Linked DNA regions of Mus musculus: region 1 is linked to region 2. The links are chromatin contacts, called in public HiChIP or PLAC-seq maps. All regions are on one chromosome and are shown on one strand. Each heading gives the region's core, a stretch centred on a gene start, on an enhancer-like site or on the middle of the called end of the contact. The rest is flanking DNA. Distances are from core to core; before and after follow the strand shown. Region 1 holds the start of Gars (glycyl-tRNA synthetase). Region 2 overlaps Nod1 (nucleotide-binding oligomerization domain containing 1).

Region 1 (4,942 bases), core at 1,807-4,306, 83 kb after region 2:
TGTCAGAGTGGGTGTGGCCTTGTTGGAGGAAGTGTGTCACTGTGGGGGCAGGCTTTGAAGTTTCCTATGCTCAAGCTCTGCCCAGTGTGGAAGACATTTCCTGCTGCCTATGGATCAGCATGTAGAACTCTCAGCTCTTCCAGCACCACGTCTGCCTGCATGCTGCCATGTTTCCTGCCATGATGATAATGGGCTAAACCTCTGAGACTGTCAGCCCCAATTAAATGTTTTCCTTTAGAAGAGTTGCCTTGGTCATGGTGTCTCTTCACAGCAACGAAACCCTAACTAAGACAGTCCTCCTAGCACTAACAAGTCTATTTGGCATTGTTTCTGCTTTGTCTCATTTCCTAAACCTTACTCCCCAGATAATTACTTAATAGTCAGCTTGACATCTTAACTCAAGTCCTTATGCTTGTACAGAGACCACTTTATCCCTTGGACATCGAACCAGCTCTTAGTTCCTTCATTTTGTCTGCAGAGAGACATAATGCTTGTCTGCAAACTAACTCACATGTTTTGTGTTAGTTAACAGACTGTACTGAAGACAACAGAGGGGCTCTGGCTGGTGTCTACTGGAGCCCACTCGGTTCTTTTCAATACATTTCCATTTCTCCTCAAAGTGTTGGTAAGGAGAGAAGGCAGGACACAAGTAAGCCCTTGGAGCATCCCTGCAAGAAGGTTAAAGGGGTTGTCATCATGATGTCTACACAGAGAGGGTATGAGGAGGAATTGACAGCTTCCTAATTGTGTCACCAAATACTGTCATGGTTCCCTGAGTGGGAACAGACTCTGCTTTGGCACTGAGAGCACAGAATCCCAGTCGTGGTCTCCAGGGAGCTGTGGCAGCTGCGGTGACAAGAGAAGGATGCAGCAATTTGAAAAGTTTTTTTTTATTTTAATTTAACCCATAAGTGAATGAGACAGAACAATATAATAATATCAAGTTACCAGTTTACAAAAATCCAGATGGCTCTAAATTATTTTATGACAGAACAGAACTCATTAAAGTTGCCTGTACCTATGACTAACCTTTTCATTTTCAAACTTATGTAGGTTGTGGCCTAAGTTTTCCTATAGAGCAAGTTGCTATACCAGGCTGGTGTAGAGAGGCCTCCTTTGTTGTCCACATCTCCTTATCTCAGTCTCGAGTGGGTTTGGGTGTTAATCTTAGATGTTTACACTTTAGCTAGGACTGGCTAAAATTCCAAACTTCCAGCCAACAGTATTGGGAACCGAGATCCTTGGAAGTGGCAGCCAAAGCAATAAAGAGTATCTGGGACTAAGACTTTCACCACCAATTCCAAACCAGAGAGAAGAAATGAAGCACCCAGCTACTTACACCAAATTTACTCACTGAGTAAACCGTCTCCCAAGCCTAGGAAGCATTCTCCATTGCTAAGGGAAATTTGCAGGTCAGCAGCAATGGGCCAATTCCCTGGGACAAGGGGTCTGGTCTGTGCCTGGATTAGTCCATGGGTTCCCCACACTGCAAGCTGCTAAACCATGGGTAAAGGTCTGTCTGGACTTGTTCCTGGCTTGCTCAAACAGGCCCATATCATGCCAGTCACTGGGAAAATATGCATGAGACTGCCAAGCATGTAGCCATGAGAACGAATTTCGGACCTGACTCCTGGAGACTGGGGTTTGGAGTTATTTGTAGATAAAGAAGCAGGGTGGCCTGAGGTGTCAGAAAAGTGACTATAGGTGAAGACTAAGGACGCATCAGCGATCTTTGTCAGGACCCCTTCACTGGATCTATGTTTCTAAACAATGGTGGCAATAGCATGTTCTGAGTGTGAAATTTTAAGCCTCCAGATTTCAAAAGGTCACCCTTGGATATCTGTGCAGGCTGCAGGAAAGGGCCAGGAACTTAAACTGGTTTACACCTTCAAGTTCCTGAAAAACACCAAGATTGCCACAGCACCCCAGGTGTTATATCCAGTAAAGCTAATAAAAATACGCGTGATCCCTAAAATTGGCAGTAAAAGCAACTTGGAAGCAAATGAAGAGCGTCACAAACCTCCTCTTGCTTAACTTTTGTCTTGGGGATACTGGGTAAACTAGTAACTACCTTGTGTCTGGTTCTTCACCCTAAAAAACAGCATCAAAGATTTCTGGGAGTTGAGAACGTGTGGTCTCTCACTGCATGGAGTTGGGTTCTCTGAAAGAGGGCCTTGAGCCAGGTTCATTGCCCTCTAGACTGTCCACTGTGTAAAAAACCAGCTAACCAATCACAACAATAGCACAAGGATAATGATGGTCTTCTTGATATTTGTGAAACTGGAAGGTGGTATCTCCCGGTTGGGCCCATCATCTGGCTGACTGGCTGTGAGGTGTCCACAAGTTTGGGAGCATCCAACCTATATAACTTCTGCAAGAGCTTTGAGGCTAGAGTTCCCCTGACTGCTCCATGAGGTGGTTATCCAAGTAAAATCACTTTTCCTTTGCCTCTACACCTTGTCTTTCAAATTAACTGGCATGCCCTGAGAAGAACAGCAACTCTGATTCCTATAAATAGTCCGAGGAACATTGGGTCTTGAGCAATATTTTTGTTTTTGCTGTTGTTGTTTGTTTGTTTCTTAAAGACAGAGGCTCACTGTGTATTTTAGGCTGGTCTTGAACTCACGATCCTCCTACCTCGTCTTCCCAAGTGCTGGGATTACGGATGTGCATCACCATGACCCACTAGAGTTATAGTAACTCTAGGTTCCGATTTTATGTGACTTTATATACTCTTCTAAACAATGGGCTGAGGAAGAAGCAGAAGTATGGGTGTTCCAGTGGGGCGATTCGAGCGTCTGGGACAACAGAGAAGCCCACGATCTAAAGGTGCTCGGGCATCTAGGTTAGGACTGCACTCTCAGAAGCCATGTCCTTCTGTGCATTTGTCTGGAGCGTCCTCTTCACACATTTTTGAGCAAGTTGGTGCCCTTCCGGGTTCTCTGCCGAATCTGCGGTTGCAGACGCGGCGGCTGCGCGCGCCTGCGGGAAGTGCGGCTGCGCGCGCCTGCGGCCTGGCTGCGCTATTTCATCATGCACCGGGCGGGCCGCGCGCCGCTTCCGTAGCCGCCCTGCGCACCGCCTAGGCGGCGTGCTCATGCCCTGTCTGCTCCCCTCGCTGCTCAGAGCCACCCGCGCCGCGCTGCCGCTCCTGTCGCCGCCCCGAGTGGTCGCAGCGTCCGCGTCTCAGCGGCTCCTCAGCGCTCCCGCGCAGCCCGCCGCCTCCCGGAGCAGCATGGACAGCGCGGAGGAGCTGCTGGCCCCACTGCGGCTAGCCGTGCGCCAGCAGGTACCGACCCTCGCCCGCAGCCGCGCGCCGCACCCCGCTCCTGTCCGTCCTTCCCCTGTCCCCGCGCTGCGTCGGCATCCGTGATCCTTGGGCCTCGTGCCCTCTCTGCGTACCCCGAATCCAGCCGTAGGCTTCGCCTCCCTCTTTGAGCGCCCCGATGGCTCGGCTCAGCGGCAAGCTGATGCTGCGCGCTTCTTTTCTTTAGTCTTGGGGATGCTTTGGGAAGCGTTCCCTTCTCTTTATCTTCCTTGCTTCAGTGTTTAGCCTGAGGACTGGCTCACGGTCGAAACGTGGCTATGGGGAGGTGTCGACCCCCCACCCCCCTCCAATACTGATGCGAATTCATGATCCCTCTCCTGTCATCTTTCTGCCTTCTGAAGAGAGTGTCTGGAACCAGCGAGCTTTCGGATCAAGCTGGAAATTGTAGATGGACTGACCGAGCCACTCAGTGAAGTCATCCATTCTTAGGGTGGAACACCTGAAAATGTCATTTTGCGGAAGGGAAGGGAGGTTTCTTAGCTGGAGAATCTGGGGATTTAATGCAGATCTCCTTTTTTTACTGTAGCACTGAGTGGTGGTGATCAGACTTAAGAGGGAAAGGAGAAAAGTATTTGGAATGATACCCACACCCAGTGAGAGCCAGAGCTTACAGTAGGGCCCGGCATCCATGACCTACTAGCTGTAAACACCGGTCGGGTTGCGCCTGCTCTGGCGCCTGATGCAATCGTTTGTCTAGCTAAGGAGGGTGGAATCCTGTCTTAAGGATAATTCATTGGAGCTGAGGTGCTGCAGCTTCGAGGAATTCTGCCACTTTGCTCCAGTTTGAGCCCGACTCAGTTAATAGGCTTTCATTTTGATTTTCACTATGGGCTTTATTTTTTCTTTTTTTAATTGTATGTTCTGTACATTCAGTCTCCATCCACCTTCCACTCCCCACATAAATGTATGTGTGACTCCTTTGTTGTTTTGTTGTGACCTAACTCCTTCCTTTGGAACAATACATCTAATTTTGGGGGAAAAAAAAAAGCACACACTGCAAACCCCTCCCTCTGCCACGTTAGCCTGGAACTGCAGTACATAGTATTCCTCTGTAGTAAGACTGAATGTAGTTAACTTCAGGACGCATTGATCATGGAGAGCCTTCCTGTACAGCTTGTGTGACCTTCATGTCCTTTGTTGTTGGTTTTGACTTGTTTTTTTGGTTTTATGTGTTTGTTTGATAGGGTTTTTGGTTTTTTTTTTTTTTTAACTTTGGGATATTTTCCCAATAGTTGAATTAATTTATTTAAGTTAGTTTGGACTTTTTTCTTTTCTACTTTTCCAGAAGTACATATACACTGATTAGTTGCGTGGAAAATTTGAGTCATACTGAGTCCAGTGTCACTGGAAAGAGTTTGAAGATCATCTAGTTAAACGGTTTTCCTCTTGGACATGTATGGAAAAATGGAGTGCAGTCCATGTCACACGTTTTCATTGTAAAGCCTGGGCAGTTGAAGACTTACTGAGGTGTCGTTTGGAGGTGTTAAAGGATCGCTCTTAACAGTGGCGTGCATTTTGAAGGGGGGTGTTACCAGAAATAGTTGTGCCCCAAAGTAAAATTCAAACTGGTTTCTCTTAAGTCTGAGCTTGACAGATTCACAGGGCTTCAAGAAT
Region 2 (4,861 bases), core at 2,011-4,510:
ATAAAATTCATCCTTGTGAGAGATGCTCTTTCTATTTTATAACAGCCTGAGCAAGATCTATGCCTTAGGGCCATACATTATGTTGACCTTGGTCATTCTCCCTAGACCATGACCTTGAACATTGTTTCTAAGTCAACAAGAATGATCTTACAAAGGAAGCCATGTGTCCTCTGCAAAGAGCTTCAGTGTAAACATGCCTGGGCTTTGCTATACTCACAGGGCCGAGCTAGTTGCTTTCACAAAACTGTTCCCCCAAATTGTGTTGTGCTTAAATATGGCTAAAGTAAATGATCTGGTGTCAGACACTAGGTGTCCTGGCCCAGCACCTGTATCAAAACCTGACTGAACCAAGTTTAATTCTTGTCTTTTTGAGGATCATTTCACTGACAGCTATAAAGCCTTCAGGGACCCTTCCACACAAGGAGGGCCTCTTTTTAAATTTAAATGTTATTATTAAAAGTTGCAAAGAAGATATCACACACTGAAATTAACCAGCTCCAAAGACTATACATCTTAATGAACTTCTAAACAGTTAAACTAGCCACTTGGAAAGGAAGCAATAGAGCTTCACACTGAGTGTTGTTCTTCTATAATCAAATACTTATCTACTACCCCCCAAAAAATACTAAGACAGAATTAAAATTAGAAAAATAGGAGGCTGGAGAGATGGCTCAGAGGAACACTGACTGCTCTTCCAGAGGTCCTGAGTTCAATTCCCGGCAACCCACATGGTGGCTCACAATCATTTGTAATCGGATCTGATGCCCTCTCCAGGTCTGTCTGAAGACAGCTACAGCATACTCACATACATAAAACAAATAAAACAAACATTTAAAAAGTTAGAAAAACAATTCGCTTTATACCCTTTTCATAACTCATGTTCATTGCTTGCATTTAGTTCTTGCTGTTTTTGAGACAGTCTCACTACATAGCTCTGATTGCCAGGATTAAAGGTATGCCCAGCCTTGTTTGGAGTTTTGGATGGTATTTGGGGTGCTACAAAGATAGCTCAGATGGTAAAGTGCTTGCTGTGCAAACACGAGGACTCTCTCAGCACCCAGAGACAGAGGCAGAGGATGGAGGCACGTGCCTGGAACGAAAGAGGATCTTACTCAGCTATGGTGCCTATGACCCACATTAATGACCAGAATTGCACAATAACCCTGAGGGTGCAAAAATGGCACACACACCTTGGTGGTAACCAACAGCTCTCTAGTTGGACCTAAGACCTGCTCAAGATTGGGAACAATGTCTGGTACAGGAAACCTAGATAATTACTCAGTGCTAGTGAAATCATGGTTATTAGACAAGAATCTGCAACTACTAATTTATTAAACCAGTATAATCTCAAGCAACAATTTATAAACATTTGTCCTTATACCCACAGATCAGAGTAATTTTCACCTTCATCAGGGAAACTTTGCAACAGATGGAGACCACTATAGAAAATCACAACTAATCAAAACACCAAGCTGCTACGCACACTCCAGTGAAGTTTGCTTGGCAGGCCGAGAGGCCTGGGAGCACTCACGAGGCAAAGAGTTTCACGGAAACTCACTTCCTGGAACTTTGGCATTCTCATAACCCGTATACTCATACCCTATCCCCGTGTTAGTCTGGTGTGTGGATCCACGTGCTCTCTTTTAGTATTATTTTATTATAAGTGCCTTTTAAGATTGAATTCTGACATAGCTAAGCCTTTGCCAGTATTCCAACGTCCCAGAAAATCCATGAAGCCGACAAACTTAGAATTCAGTAGGAATTCTGTGAGAAGGTTACCTATTCAGTAACATTCAAATTTACTTCTAGTAGAGATAGTGAAACTAATTAGGCATTACAAAGAACAGAGCCGGAATAGCTTAGGGTTGGTCTGCAGAGTGTTTACTTGAGACAATAGCCAGTCTTACCCAGACAGGGGAATTCACAATGGCCTATCAAATAGGTGGGTTTACCATGAAAGAGTCCTCCTAAGACAGGCCCAAAGAAACAGCATAAATCAGTCATTTACTAAGAACCCCTGGTGGTGGGCTTAACAATAGACTAGCTTTACACCTGGCTCCCTTCTTAGTGGCAGCGGCCTGGTCCCCGCCTTCTTTTCATGTATACATTCCTTTTGTATGGTGTCACTGTAACTCAGAGGATGTATCTCGCCTGTTTTCTTGCTATTCTTCTGTATAAAAAATTTGATGCTCAACTTGACAAATTACATTCAGATTCTACACAACCTCTTGTGTTGTGTCTGTCTGTCATTTGCCGACTACTTGCCCATCTGCAACTAGAGACCCGTTCAACGCAGACAAAGGGACCCAGAGGGTCTGTGGCACCAAGCTATGGAGACCTGTCCCAATGGGTTCATCTACAAAATAGCCCCATAGCTAAGGCTCAGGAAGCATGTTGGAAGAAGGGGTAGAAATACTGTAAGAGCCAGAGGATTGGAAAGTTGTCTATGAAGTTGTATCTCCTAGTGATACCAGAAGCTACATCCATAAAGTCTCACCAACATGATGGCCCAAATAAGGATGACACCAATGAACATGACAAACTGGACAGAGAAAAGTCCATGAGGCCTCAACCCTACACAAAGAATTATAGGTAACTGGTGAAAGCTGGGATCAGGAATGGTCAGCCCTGAAAGTATACATACAAGTACCGTTACATGGCCTGAAGGATTATATGTAGGAATATATATTGCGCGCACACATACACACACACACACACACACACACACACACACACACACACATATATATACATATATATGCAGCCATATTCTGTCTAGGCCACTCTTACTCAGACTGGCCAGCCCTCAGGGCCAATTCTCACTACCTTTAATCCATGGTGTCAGTCATGGGATTAGTGAGGAAAAAAAGGCATGAGTTTGAAGGAGAGTGAGGAAGGATAATACAGAACATTTTGGAAGGGGAAAAAAGGAACAGAGAAATACTATAATTATATTATAATCTCAAAAACATTTTAAAGTGCTTTGAAAATGTATATTGTGAGATCAAAAAATAAAAAATGTATAACCATAACTGACTAGCTCAATAAATAAATTATCGTCAAAGAAACAGAGGGCAAGAACTGTAACAGCAGCAAGTCATTGCAAGGGATGAGGTGGCTCTGGAAGCCTGTGAGAAAAGTGGAAGCTGAAGCCCAGAGTGGAAACTTTCTCTTGAAATGCTCACAAGTGTGAGAGAACAGGGAAAGGCCGCGGTTCTTCCCGGGTGAGTCAGCGTGTTTAGAAGGCTGGGGAAAGGAGGTTGAGCAACTGCCTTCATTCCACTTGACCCAACTCTTATCAACTGGGAGTGGGCTTTTAACCAGGCTTCTCTTTCCGTGCCTGCAATTCCCACAAACATGGTCCCTCGGCTTCCCAGGCTTTTCCTGTAATTTCCACCACGGGCTCTTCACAGTTCACCAGCAAAAGGGGACACTCTCTCCTGATTTCTGACCACCTGAACAAAGCCACAGGTTCATGACCCCTAGCTGGCAAAGAGGTGCTTTTTTGTAATTTTCAGAGGGCAGTGAGCTCTCTTTGGCAGGAAGTTAAGGAAGTTATGGTGGACATAAAAAAGGAAACAAAGAAAAACATTGCCTAATAAACCAAAGCCAGAGATAGAGCAAACTGCCATGAGACACCTCAGAGAGAGTGACCAAGCATGAGCTGGTGCCACCAGAAACAGAGAGCCAAGCGTCTCCCAGGTCACAACCTGCCAAACGGTGGGCCCTGGGGTGCCAGTGGAAGGCAAGGGAGCTGAGGGTAGATAGTAGTAGGGACAGCAGAGGAGTAAGGGAAAGGGAGGGCTGGAGAAGGGGGGGGGGAGAGGAAAGGGTGGAGAAGAGGCAGGAGGAATGGCAGAGGTTGACTTTACAGAGCTAGGCCACTCTGTAGGGGGAGGTTTTCCCAGCTCTATATATGGAGCCTTGAGGATGGGAGTTGAAGGGAGATCCTGTCCAGACAGCCCAAGGAAACAACCAAAGAAACAAATTAAGGCCGTGGATGTGGCCTGAAAATGAGACCTCGGGCAGCAGAACGCAGGGTGGGACATGAAATAGAAAAATTAGGATAAAATATGCAGGTGGTAGATGCAATTTTGCAACTCTGTACTCTTGAAATAGAAACCTACTGCCCTTTGTCAGTACATAGCCTGATTGCAACTTAGTTCCCTGTCAGTTCCTTCTGCCCAGAAGCTACAGTTTTAATGAAGCAGTTTTCTAGTCTTGTATATAACACCTTGCTTGGTCCAATGTCTACAATGCTAGGACCATAACATCCCACCACTGGGTATCACTGTCAGTACAATGGCTTTCCCCATCACATTCCTAAATTCTTGCCAGAGGTACATGAGAGGTCCTGTTAAGGTGTGCTATAAAGAGTGTTCTCTTTTTCTAGACTTTGCACTCCAAGTTAAGAGTCAATGGTGCAAAGTAATTAGGCAATGTTACTGTCAGAATTCACACATGAGAGGTGTTACCCACAGTTAGGGGGAAGCTAGAAGAGGTTTTCTGCTGTGTGACCTCCACTGTTGGTAGGTTTGAAGTCAACTGAGAGCAGGTGTTATGGTGTCACTCTCACAAACTGAGGGAGCTTTCCAAGGACATTTTATAGGACCAGGTTTTATCTTAGTAACATCTAACTTTGAGGGCTTTGAGATCTATCAGAGGACATATGTGTGACATATTGAATGGCACTAGTTTTAGCTGATGGAGTGGAAAGATTGCTCTCAAGCACTCTGGACTTGTGGCCTCATCTGATGTCTTAACAAAGCTGTTGAGAGTCCACAGACAAAAATGAGCCAAGGGCTCAGGGTTTGCTTTTATTTTTCTCCCTTTCCTTGTGGTGAGCTGATACTGCTCAACA

Evidence for each region. HiChIP or PLAC-seq counts read pairs in DNA pulled down with a chosen protein or histone mark.
Region 1: an H3K27ac HiChIP or PLAC-seq map of embryonic stem cells shows a contact between it and region 2, with 14 read pairs. The contact joins the promoter of Gars here to the enhancer-like site in region 2. A contact is called at or near these places in 1 of 15 datasets of contacts at CTCF or cohesin (the NIH/3T3 cell line), 2 of 484 Hi-C or Micro-C datasets (embryonic fibroblasts and embryonic stem cells), 5 of 115 datasets of contacts at active chromatin or transcription factors (the SCID.adh cell line, embryonic stem cells and memory CD8 T cells) and 3 of 9 other capture datasets (adipose tissue, liver and pancreatic islet).

What each region holds. Positions count from the first base shown.
Region 1 is chr6:55,034,945-55,039,886 of GRCm38.p6, forward strand. It overlaps Gars (glycyl-tRNA synthetase), which reads left to right and starts at 3,057. Exons shown (of 17, transcript NM_180678.3): 1 at 3,057-3,289. The coding sequence starts at 3,098.
Region 2 is chr6:54,951,636-54,956,496 of GRCm38.p6, forward strand. All of the region lies in intron 1 of Nod1 (nucleotide-binding oligomerization domain containing 1), which reads right to left. Among named protein-coding and RNA genes, the nearest start is that of Nod1, 19 kb to the right of the region's middle. Within about 2 kb of position 3,261, at least 100 of the 459 cell types and tissues checked have an H3K27ac peak or open chromatin away from gene starts, as enhancers often do. A contact at or near this core is called in adipose tissue, embryonic fibroblasts, embryonic stem cells and 2 more, where this site is marked.